Linked DNA regions of Mus musculus: all the other regions are linked to region 1. A link is a contact called in public HiChIP or PLAC-seq data. All regions are on one chromosome and are shown on one strand. The core of a region is the stretch at or near the end of the contact, and the rest is flanking DNA. Distances in the headings are between cores, read along the strand shown.

The links. HiChIP or PLAC-seq counts read pairs in DNA pulled down with a chosen protein or histone mark.
Region 2: an H3K27ac HiChIP or PLAC-seq map of embryonic stem cells shows a contact between it and region 1, with 2.7 times the contacts expected there. The contact joins two enhancer-like sites. A contact is called at or near these places in 4 of 484 Hi-C or Micro-C datasets (the HL-1 cell line, embryonic stem cells and liver) and 1 of 115 datasets of contacts at active chromatin or transcription factors (embryonic stem cells).
Region 3: a contact with region 1 is called in a FOXA1 HiChIP or PLAC-seq map of pancreatic cancer cells. The contact joins two enhancer-like sites. A contact is called at or near these places in 10 of 39 promoter capture datasets (the 3T3-L1 cell line, 3T3-L1-derived adipocytes, the C10 cell line and 6 more), 29 of 484 Hi-C or Micro-C datasets (the C2C12 cell line, the HL-1 cell line, MC3T3-E1-derived osteoblasts and 15 more) and 5 of 115 datasets of contacts at active chromatin or transcription factors (embryonic stem cells, fibro-adipogenic progenitors, kidney and 1 more).

The regions. Positions count from the first base shown.
Region 1 is chr1:186,253,032-186,256,522 of GRCm38.p6, reverse strand. No RefSeq gene overlaps it. Among named protein-coding and RNA genes, the nearest start is that of Gm35201, 120 kb to the right of the region's middle. Within about 2 kb of position 1,807, at least 29 of the 459 cell types and tissues checked have an H3K27ac peak or open chromatin away from gene starts, as enhancers often do. A contact at or near this core is called in embryonic stem cells and pancreatic cancer cells, where this site is marked.
Region 2 is chr1:186,509,125-186,512,249 of GRCm38.p6, reverse strand. It overlaps A730004F24Rik (RIKEN cDNA A730004F24 gene), which reads left to right. Exons shown (of 2, transcript NR_131158.1): 2 at 1-412. Among named protein-coding and RNA genes, the nearest start is that of Gm35426, 24 kb to the right of the region's middle. Within about 2 kb of position 1,534, at least 6 of the 459 cell types and tissues checked have an H3K27ac peak or open chromatin away from gene starts, as enhancers often do. A contact at or near this core is called in embryonic stem cells, where this site is marked.
Region 3 is chr1:186,720,479-186,724,002 of GRCm38.p6, reverse strand. Rrp15 (ribosomal RNA processing 15 homolog (S. cerevisiae)) reads left to right here. Exons shown (of 5, transcript NM_026041.2): 5 at 2,457-2,917. The coding sequence ends at 2,600. Among named protein-coding and RNA genes, the nearest start is that of Tgfb2, 16 kb to the right of the region's middle. Within about 2 kb of position 1,547, at least 33 of the 459 cell types and tissues checked have an H3K27ac peak or open chromatin away from gene starts, as enhancers often do. A contact at or near this core is called in pancreatic cancer cells, where this site is marked.

The sequences.
Region 1 (3,491 bases), core at 558-3,057:
ATTATCTCATGCAATTTTGAGGGCCAGCAAGGTGAAATGTGTGGCCAGGCTGCCAGGCTGCAAGCTCCTGCAGGATCACATTTCAGTCTCAGACAGTGATCTTTTTTTTGGAAAACACCAATCCTTGCTGCTAAGGTCTGCAACTTATTAGATGAAGCCTGTCCTTGCTGTGTTGTGTAACTGGCATTATCCAAAGCCTATTGATTTAAATGTTTATTACACCCAAAATCTACCTCCAAAGTAATATCTGGTCACGTATTTGATCAATAGCAAGGCTCCTTAACCAAGCAAAGCAGCACATAAAATTAACCATCACACAGACACACAGATACAGACAGACAAGACACACACACACAGACACACACAGACACACACAGACACACACACACACACACACACACACACACACACACACACGAGGCATGCATGTGTGAGCTAGTAGTTTTCATTTACCAAGTAGAAGTTAAATAGTTAGCCACCCTTTCCACCTTTATAGGAGACGCAGGATTCAGACGATTGCTCAGTTAAAGCAGCTGGTTGAGGAGCACTGCTGCTTTGTACAAAGCTTTGGCCTGCTGGGTCCTTATGCTCCCAGCAGGTAATGTGACTCAGGAAAACAGGAGCTCCACCATCTGTGTCACAAAACGTCCAACTGTGGGGACAGTTAGGGCTATCGTGCTAATCCCACAGTCTCCTTCCAACAGCTTCTGTGCACCCTGATGTGGGACCACACATGAGCGCGAGCGCGCACACACACACACACACACACACACACACACATACACATACACCAGGCAAGGACAACTTGTCTCTTCTTTGTGGTATGTCTACAGGAACTAGTTAATCTGAGCCTGTGTCCCTAGGGCTGTGACCACTAAAGAGAGGCATCTAATTTACATTTGGACAAACCTCCTAGAGCTGCCTGCAGCCATATACTACCTCTCTGTGATAAATATATTATTTAGGTCTATTCTCTCTAATTGAAAGATGAAAACAGAGATTATTGCACTTTAAATGCATAATTAGCTTTCTATTCTTCCAGTTGCCAAACCACCTCTGTTTCCTGCTGATACAGGCCCTATGGCCCTGCAGAAATGTTTCTTGCTTGCTTTCCCCTGAAAGCGTAGTTGAAAATAAAAATGTTGTTTCGTTTATGTCTCCCTCCTCTGACATATTATAAAAGACATCTCTCTGTTCCCTCCTCTCCCCTTTCTCTCTTCCTACCCCTCTTCATCCTCCCCTCCCCTCCCCCCTTCCCCCTTCCCCTTCTCTTCTTCCTTCCCCTGCCCTCCCTTCTTTCTCCTTCCTCCCTGTCTCCTTCCTTCTCTCTCCTTTCTCCTCCTCCCCTTCCTATTCCTCCTCTTCCTCCCTCTCCTCCCCTTCCCTCCAAACTACATCCCTTCTGTTCCTCTTTCCTCTCCTTTCATTTCCTCTCCATCCTTCTTCCCTAAACCAAGTCATAGATTTTAATTCTCCTGCATGCTATCCTTCCATACTGAATAAGATGAGAGAGAGAGAGAGAGAGAGAGAGAGAGAGGAAGGAAGGATGAAAAAAGAAAATGAAAATCTTACAGTCTTAAGGTTTCAAAAGAAAAGTCCTTGGCTGTTTACTCTAAATTACCTTTAATTTCCCATATTCGTCAACTGTGTAATACTTTTATTTTGTATCTCCCTTCTCTATCACTACTCTAACTTTATCTTGTTTCTCCATTAGCTTCTGATTTTTCTTCCCCCAGTCTGGACCAAGATGGGGTAGCTGCCCTTGGAAATACCCTGATAATTTTGTTTGCACAAAAGTGAAGTTCTCCACCTTGCAAACATTCCTGGAATTCCCTCTCCCCTGCCTCCTGTGGGGAGCTGTGCACCACACCTCCTGAAACTCAGAGTTAATGATTTCATCAGTTAAATCAGAAACACCCTGGTTCTTTGAGATCACATCTTTTCTCAGGCAACATAGCTCCTTTGCAGTCGATGAGCCAGGAAATCGTTTCTCCTGACTATGGTTATTTATTATTTACTTCAAGTAAAGCACACATCCCATGATAAGCTCCAAAACCAGGAACCAGAGAGTGACTTTACTAAAACAACCAAGAGTCAGCAGCCAGTATCATTAGTTATGGCTTAACGAAAGTCACCTGAGAAATGGCGTGGGATTCACCCACACTATAGAGGAAGCATTGCAATGGAGAAGGTTCTTGTCAAACAAAACACGGGGTACCTCTACTCTCAAGACTGCTGCCGCTCAGGTTCAAGAGACACTTTGCAGGGAGGCTAACACACAAGCCGCTGGAGGCTTCTGATAGACAGTTCCTCTATTGAAGTTCTAGAGAACATAAATCAGAGGCTGAGTGTAGAACCGTGCTCACTCTGAAGTCACCTGGCCTCTCTTCCAGACCTTTGCTTTCCCTACAGCTGTCACTATGCTATTAACACTCTTCCTTCTTCCTTGGCTAGCAGCAGTACAGCTCCAACCCCTGCCTCTGTCATCAAGTGACTCCACATGTCCTTCTCCTTGTGTGTGTCTGTCCTTGTGTATTTTCTCCAGTTCTTATGAGAACCCCAAAGGGTTAAAAACTCTATGTCCATCTATGTTCATGAACTAAGACTGAGGAAAAACCAGGAATTTGGGAGACAATACTCAAACCAGTGCTGGTTCCTCTTGAGAGAATAGGCCTAAGACAACATCTTAACTGTATTCCTTATTAGACTGGGAGTTTGTGAATAACTAAGACAGTTCTACAAAAAGAGAAGAGGCTTCGGGGGTCAGTTCTGCTTAACTGAGCTGGATGCCTGGTGCTAACCTTTCTGACTCCACAGCAACATTCTTCTTCAATTTTTCTTCTGTCTAGGACAGTAGGGCCAGGAGCACAATGCAGATACATAAAACCTGGATTCTATAACAGCGAGTTTTCTAATCACATTTATAATCCAGTAGTCTTCAACTCAGTGATCTGTAAAAATCTGAAATCTCAAATTTTCTTGGATAAAGTTTAGTATCAATCCATGTTGACTATCAGAAGCTAGCTAGAACTGACATCAACTTCCCTATAATGTAGAGACCAACATGCTTCTGTACAGAAATACTATTTGATATAGGTGCAGCCCAGAACGTACCGCAAGTTTTATATTCTGTACTATCTATGCATTATATTGCTTTTTATAATTTTAGCACAATTAGAATATAATTCATAAGTACATCTGGCACCCGGGGTTTTAAATAAACAAGTTAAGTCAGCTTTATTCCTTTAGCTGGTTTTTCTAAATCAAGTAGAAAATCTGCCAAGATGAGCTCTCGGTTCCTCTAGTCCAGTGGCTTTCAAACATGTCTCTGCATTGAAATCATTCAGTGAGTTTTAATAACCCAAATGGCTAGGCTTTAGCCCCAAACAGTTTAATCTGAACCACAAGGGGTGGGCATTGTTTCTAAGTTCAGCAGCCAATTCCAGCAGTGATTGAAGCTGGGAAATAACTATTCTGGTGACACTCTGATG
Region 2 (3,125 bases), core at 285-2,784, 260 kb before region 1:
GGACAACATGGAGAAGTCACACCAGGCTCATGAAGAACTCGATTTTCTGGGCATGGGTCATGGACAGCGGTGTAAGAGTAGAGAAAGCAATGAGTGCAGGTTTGCCCACTTTTATTTCCCCTCAGCTCTGGATTAGCTATGTCTACTGAGCAAATATGTAATGATGTGGCTGGCTGCTTTAAATTCCTGCCTAGACTCTCCCCTGTGATGGACTGTCACCTGAAACTGTGAGGCCAACCAAGACTTTCTTTCTCAAAGTTGGTTTTGTTAGAGTACTTTAGCAATGCTATCTGGAAATGAAATGAAAACAACTACTATGTAAGATATTAGTAATGTCAATTAACCATTACAAAAGCTTTGAAATTGTCACTATCATTATGCTCATTTTAAAAGTAAACCCATATCCATGACTTAGATTTTCTCAATTAGAAATCTGCTTTTCAGTTAACTAGGATTCCTCTTCCCAATGTCCTCTGCACTTAAGACACTCGAGTTGCTTGCACTTCTGTGATGGAATGCCCAATAGTAGCAACTTACAGGAAGATTGATTGTCTCAAACTTTGGAGGATTCAGTTCATCTTGGTGGGGAAGCCACGATAGGGCAGTTTAGTATACATCTTGGATGGCTGGGAAGCAGTGTGAGAAGTGGCCACTCCCAGGAACCCACCTTCACTGACTAACCTCCTCTGACTAGATACGGAAAATCAAAGTTTCTTGACCATCTCAAATACCACCACCAGCCAAGAATTAAGTGTCAAAACCATGAGTCTATAGTGGACATTTCAGGTTCAAGCCATTACAGTGTGGTGGGGCTGGGCTTTGGTCAATGGATGTAGCTGGAAGGATTGGGTGGCAGTTTCAGAGAACTTGACCTAAATAATATTCCTGCTCTACTTCACTTTTAATTACACCAACTCTCACTCTTATCTCCACCGCAACCCCCTCTAAGATCCCAGAAACGGAGATTTGAATCCTAAGGCTCTAGAGACCATGTTGAATCTTGAGGAAGAGGCTCAGCCCTTAGGGCTGCAAAGTTATCCTTGAGACCACCATAAAGCCAAGTATTTAAGCTATTCCCTTAAACAGCACACATTCATATGACAGAGCCATAAAGCTTTCTAGTGTGTAACATGGACCCAATGTTAACAATAGGAGGATATTGTCTAAAAGCACATCAATATTAAATGAAACATCTCAGTTTTCCCATCTGGAGCGGCCCAAGCCCATCACCACTGTGTCAGACTAACCTCAGGGGAAAAGAGCTCTTTTCTCTACAGCACTGGGTGTTTAAGGTAGATGTGCTTGGTCCTTGGAGACAGTGGGCATCCTTTCCAGTTAGTCTGTTCTAATTATGTTTGACTAGGGCAAGTAATGAATTGGTTCTAGACAAGCACATGCAAATGGATGTCAGTCAGAAGGAAGAACTCATGAAGGTCGGTTCAACCTTCATTTTCATTCTTCTAATGCCTGCACAAAGTGGACTAGGAATACCAAAGCTCTTGAAGATTTGCATGAAAATGATCTCCAGCTGCCCTGGCCATTTGTGTGAAGGAAGTGCCCTTGAAGGCCTTGCTATGCGGCTGTGTCTATGTCTATGCAGGAAGCTGCATTGCTGGGGGCTGCATATGCATTCCATCACCCACACAGTTCAGATGGGGGAATCACATGACAGTTCTTTGGCTATTTAAAGTAAGTGTGAGTCTTAATTATCTTCAGAACACTCCAGTGCTATGCAGAGCACTAATCAATAAGACAATAATTGGGTGCTTTCTCACTGCAGATGATGAAGCATGGAGCCTGGGAGACAACTTGACTTCACATGCTACCACTCCAAGAGAATTAATTAAAAAAAAAAAACCAAACCTATTAGGTTCCTAAGAGCTCATCAGAGATACATGATAGTTATAAATATTGATGGTTTCATGTATGGTCAACAGCCATGCACTATACTGGAAAATATCATTTATATAAAAATAAAAACCAAAAAACAACAACGAAAAAATAAACCAAACCAGGGCTAGAGAGATGTTTCATTGGTAACGGTGAATGCTGCCAATCCAGGGAGAGAGAGGGAGGGGGAGAGAGAGAGAGAGAAAGAGAGAGAGAGAGAGAGAGAGAGAGAGAGAGAGAGAGAGAGAGAGAGAGAGAGAGTAAATCAACTTAAGGGGAAAAAAGAATAAATCAAACCAATAAAACAAAGTAATATCAATCTGTATGAGTAGTTATATCAATAAATAAACCAGACTCCTAGGAAGAAAATTCTCAATTTTCAGAGCTTTATAAAGGTTGATCTGAAACAACACCAAGGTATATTATATTTCTCTGTGGGATGGTGACTATCACAAAGAATTGTGTTTTCTAAATTAATTTTTTTGTTGGTGATATCATTCTTATCAAAGTTATATTACAATTTTATGAATAAAATAACTCCAAGGCACAACTACTAGAAGAACCCGAATGACGTAGTCCTGAGTTTGGAATCACACTCAGTGGTTGAGGGCTTGCTGGGAGTGCATGGGCTTTGATATTGTTGTCATAGGAACAGTAGGTGTGAGGGGTGAGGGGTGGAGCAGAGTGGGGGGTTTCGGGAGGGAGGGTGGCGGTTAGGAAACTAGACAGTCCCAGGAGGCGTTTAAAAATATATATTATGTTTAATTTATGTATGTGGGTGTTGTTTTGTTTGTATGTCTGTCTGTGTACTGCATGCATACCTGATGTCCATAGAGGCCAGAAGGGCCAGAAGAGGGCACCAGATCCCTTGGAACTGGAGTTACAGGTGGTCGTGAGCCACCATATGGATGCTGGAAATTAAACCCGGATCCTCTGGAAGACCAGCAGCAGATGCTCTTAACCTGTGAGCCAGCTCTCCAGCCCTGAGGAGAGCTTTGCTTTCATGGCCCTGAATGACTTAAGCCATGAGTTTAGCATCAAACATCTCTGTGTGTTTGTTTTTGTGTCTGAGTGCCTCTGTGCTATGGCTGCATGTGGTGTCTGTATGTGTGATTACCTCTGTGCTGGGGCCGGTATGTGGAATCAAAAGACAACCTGAGAGTCAGTTTTCTGCTTCTACCATGTGAGAGACTTGGGGTTGAGTTCAAGTCATCAGGTTTCACAGCAAGCACCTT
Region 3 (3,524 bases), core at 298-2,797, 470 kb before region 1:
AGCACACACCGACTCAGTAATACAGCAAAGACAGCCACAACAGGCAGGCAGGGTCATCATGATAAAATGTAAGTAATAGGACCAGCAGGGCTCCTTGACAGATGCTCTTGAGAAACTTAGAGGGAATCTGGGACTGTAAATGACAGTGTAGCCATCTGGTTTTGTTTGTCTCTTGTTTTGCTGTCCTGCCTTGTAAGGTCTCTTTGCACTCATGTAGTCTTGGAAGTCACATTTCACCCCAGACTCACTTATTTTAGTACAAAGCTAGGGTTTGGTGCTCTTTGCCACTGAGCAGCGTATAAGCCAGGGTCTCCACACTTTCCTATATTCCTACTGAGGTATTCTTTATAGAAGCCTCCATTCTCTGCGGGGATCCATCGCCCCTCAGGGTGTCCCTGTGACCATTCTGCTATTTAAATGCATTGCTGTGCCATCCGAGGTTGCTCCCATATTAGCTAGCACCCGAGTGTCCTGGTTCTTGTACCGTGTCTCCATTCACTCTTACTGGTTGTGTCAGTGCTGGCAGGAAGGTTGTGGCTTGGTGATGGGATCTTCTGCCTGCTTGTGCCCTGTGAAGTCACTGCTGTACTGCATTCCATAGGCCTGGCATGAGGTTGTTCTGGAACTTTCCTTCACGCTGAGCCTGGAGACTTTCTTCTCCCTTGGCTGTCTCTTCTGCACTGCAGTTAAGGAGCCTCCTGAACGGGTTCTACTTCACACTGTCTTCTATTGTCTGTCTGTTTTCCTGTGTGATTGTCTCAGTTTTACCTTCTCACCTGCCTCCCTTCTCCTCAGCTTCACTCCAGGTTGGCCATCCTTGATGTCTAATGGGTGCTTTAAAACCAAAGTGAACCTGAATTCCAGGCTGAGAGTTCCTTGCCTAGTCCATTAGGCCAAACCTGCTGTATTTTATTTAAACAAGAATTTTAGCTATTCAAATTACAGACTATGAAGTATGCTTAAACTGTCATAATTTCGAAAGCCCTCAGACTATCTGGAGTACCAATCTATTTATTGTTCCTGATTCTCAAAGACTGAGCAATCTTGTTTCACTGCCTTTTATAATTCTAAATTGTATTGTTGATAAATTTAAAACCCAAACCAAAAAAAACTGAATTGAAACCAGGTCATGATGGCTCATTTTTATAATCCCAGCACTCAGGAGGCTAAGGCAGAATTGCTGCGCGTTGAAGTCCAGCTTGGGCAACATACAGTAATGAGTCGTAGTCTAACATGGTTTGCAGTATGAGACCCTATTTCAAATTACTACTTTAATCAAAAGCTTTGAGCAGTTAAGTTGGCCAGCCTGCTGTAATTGTTGGTCCTGAGTGCCAGCAAGAGCATGGGGTTGAGTCAGAAAACCTGGAATAGCTGTGGAGCTTCCGCTCCAGAGAGTCCAGCAGTCAGTGGGGAACAGGGCCCGGCCACTCACCTGACAAGCATTCCACTGTCGTGGTCTCACACCACACGAGTGTTTCTAGTCCCCAGTGCTGGTTCCACTGCAGCCGGTGTCGATACGTGAACTACTAAGTCAGCTCCCAGTCTATGCAGTTGTCTGCCTCCCTGGCTCCCGGCTGTTCTGGGTGCAAGCTGTGATTTAGTTTTTTATCCCACAAAGGCAGAAGCGGTCCATTTTTCCTCTTAATACATAAATAGGTTCCTAAAAAATAAACAAGCTGTAGCACAGTTATGTAATTAGCTTGTGAAACCTTGCGGACATTTTGGTGTCTTTTTAAAAAATGCTTGCTACATAGACACAGCCCCCAGATGGGATAGATTTGCAGACTACCTGTGGTTGTGAGAACAGGACTTGGTTTTGGTCACGTCAGTGTTGCAGTACACACGACTGCCACACGGTGGTGCTGTTGTTCCACAAAGGAAGGCGTGTGTCCTTAGCTCCAGGTCTTACCCCGTGGCTGCGTGGAATGACTTGTCTCCTGAGTTTGTTGCTTGCTTCAGTTACTTCTAACTCCTGGGCTTTATTAGTTCCCGACTCCGTGACTGTGTCAGGCAGTGAGACCTTGTATGTCCGCGCTGCTACAGACTCTGGAAGAGGCACTGTCTCAAGCAGCTGCACAGTGCCAGTTAGCTTCTCGCTTCAGTGCGCTTGGGGTTAAACTTTAGGCTCCATTAAAGTCACTGCCAAGGATTTTCTAATAAGGTACCACCAAAGGTTAATTAATGTTGTCCAAATATTTTTAAAAGTGATGCCAAATCTGTATTTTCCCCAACTCTAAATTATTTTGCTTTTATGTTTCATTGGTAGAATTGAAATTTTTTCTTTACTCTGTATTTGTATATACATGAGCACAGAATATAAAATCAATTTTATATTATTTTGGTTTTATCTCATTTCAAAGTACATATTGAAAAGTTTGTTTTGAAGTATATAATTTTTAAATTTTCTTTATGGTTAAATTGATTTGTGAATGTTTTGGTTCTGTGATTTTTCTTAGACTGAAGTGAAATCAGAAGAGAGCCCAGGGTGGAAGATTCTGCGAGATGATTTCATGATGGGAGCCAGCATGAAGGACTGGGACAAGGAGAGCGAGGGCGAGGAGCCTGCTGGTGGCAGGGCAGAGGCCGCAGCCAGCCGTTGAGCGGCAGACGGGAGCATCCAGCTCCGCTGCAAATGACCCGACGGTTGGGAGCCTGCGCATGGCCATCTGCCAAATGCTAGGACTTCCTGAGAACCTGTGCTCTAGGGTTCCTCAGGTGCAGACTGTATTAAAGCTGTATTTTTAATTCTTACAGAAATTTAACCTGTTTTTCTAAAATATTTGTACAGAGAAATATTTTTTTTCTTGAGCAGTAAACTGCAATTTTCTAGGATCCTTTGCTGTGGACACATGCCCATCATCCATCAGGGTTTCTAAAGTGCGGTCCCATTTATAATTAAAGTGAATTTGATATGAAATCTCTGCTTCCCTGCTCAGATCCATAGATCTGTCTGTCACGGAGGGTGGGTGATTGGTGCCGTTGGTTTGTGTGGCTAAGCCTTTAAGAAAAAGGTACATAAAATTTCAAATTGTTATCTTTTCTATTTTAGTTCTAGAAAACCAGTGAAGCTGTGTGATTTCCTCCACTATTTCTGTGAAACTTGGCTCCAGTTACCAAGTCTGTAAGGGAAGTAGGTATTGAGCGTGACGCGCTCTCATGAGAAGGACCCGTCTCTCTCCATCTTTCCATGAAGGGAGCCCTGCGACCACCCATGGCACACACTTGGATCTGCTCTACACTGAGGCCCAACCCTGCCCCTGGGTTGGAGCAGGAGGTTTATGTTTTCAGGCCAAATCAAGGGCTATAAATGTTCCATGACTACGGGGCCCCTGTCAGAGTGAAGCTCGTAGCATGGTGCTGAATGCTTATTATAGGAAAGCCGTAAGGTGCGTGTGTGTCTGTGTCTTCATCTCACTCGGGAACGTAAGTGCCATATTAAATTGTGTGGCTGGTGGTTTTGTCATTTTAATCTAAATAACTGTGAGCAAGCTTTCTCGGTAGTGATCCAGGGATGCTAAGTAATG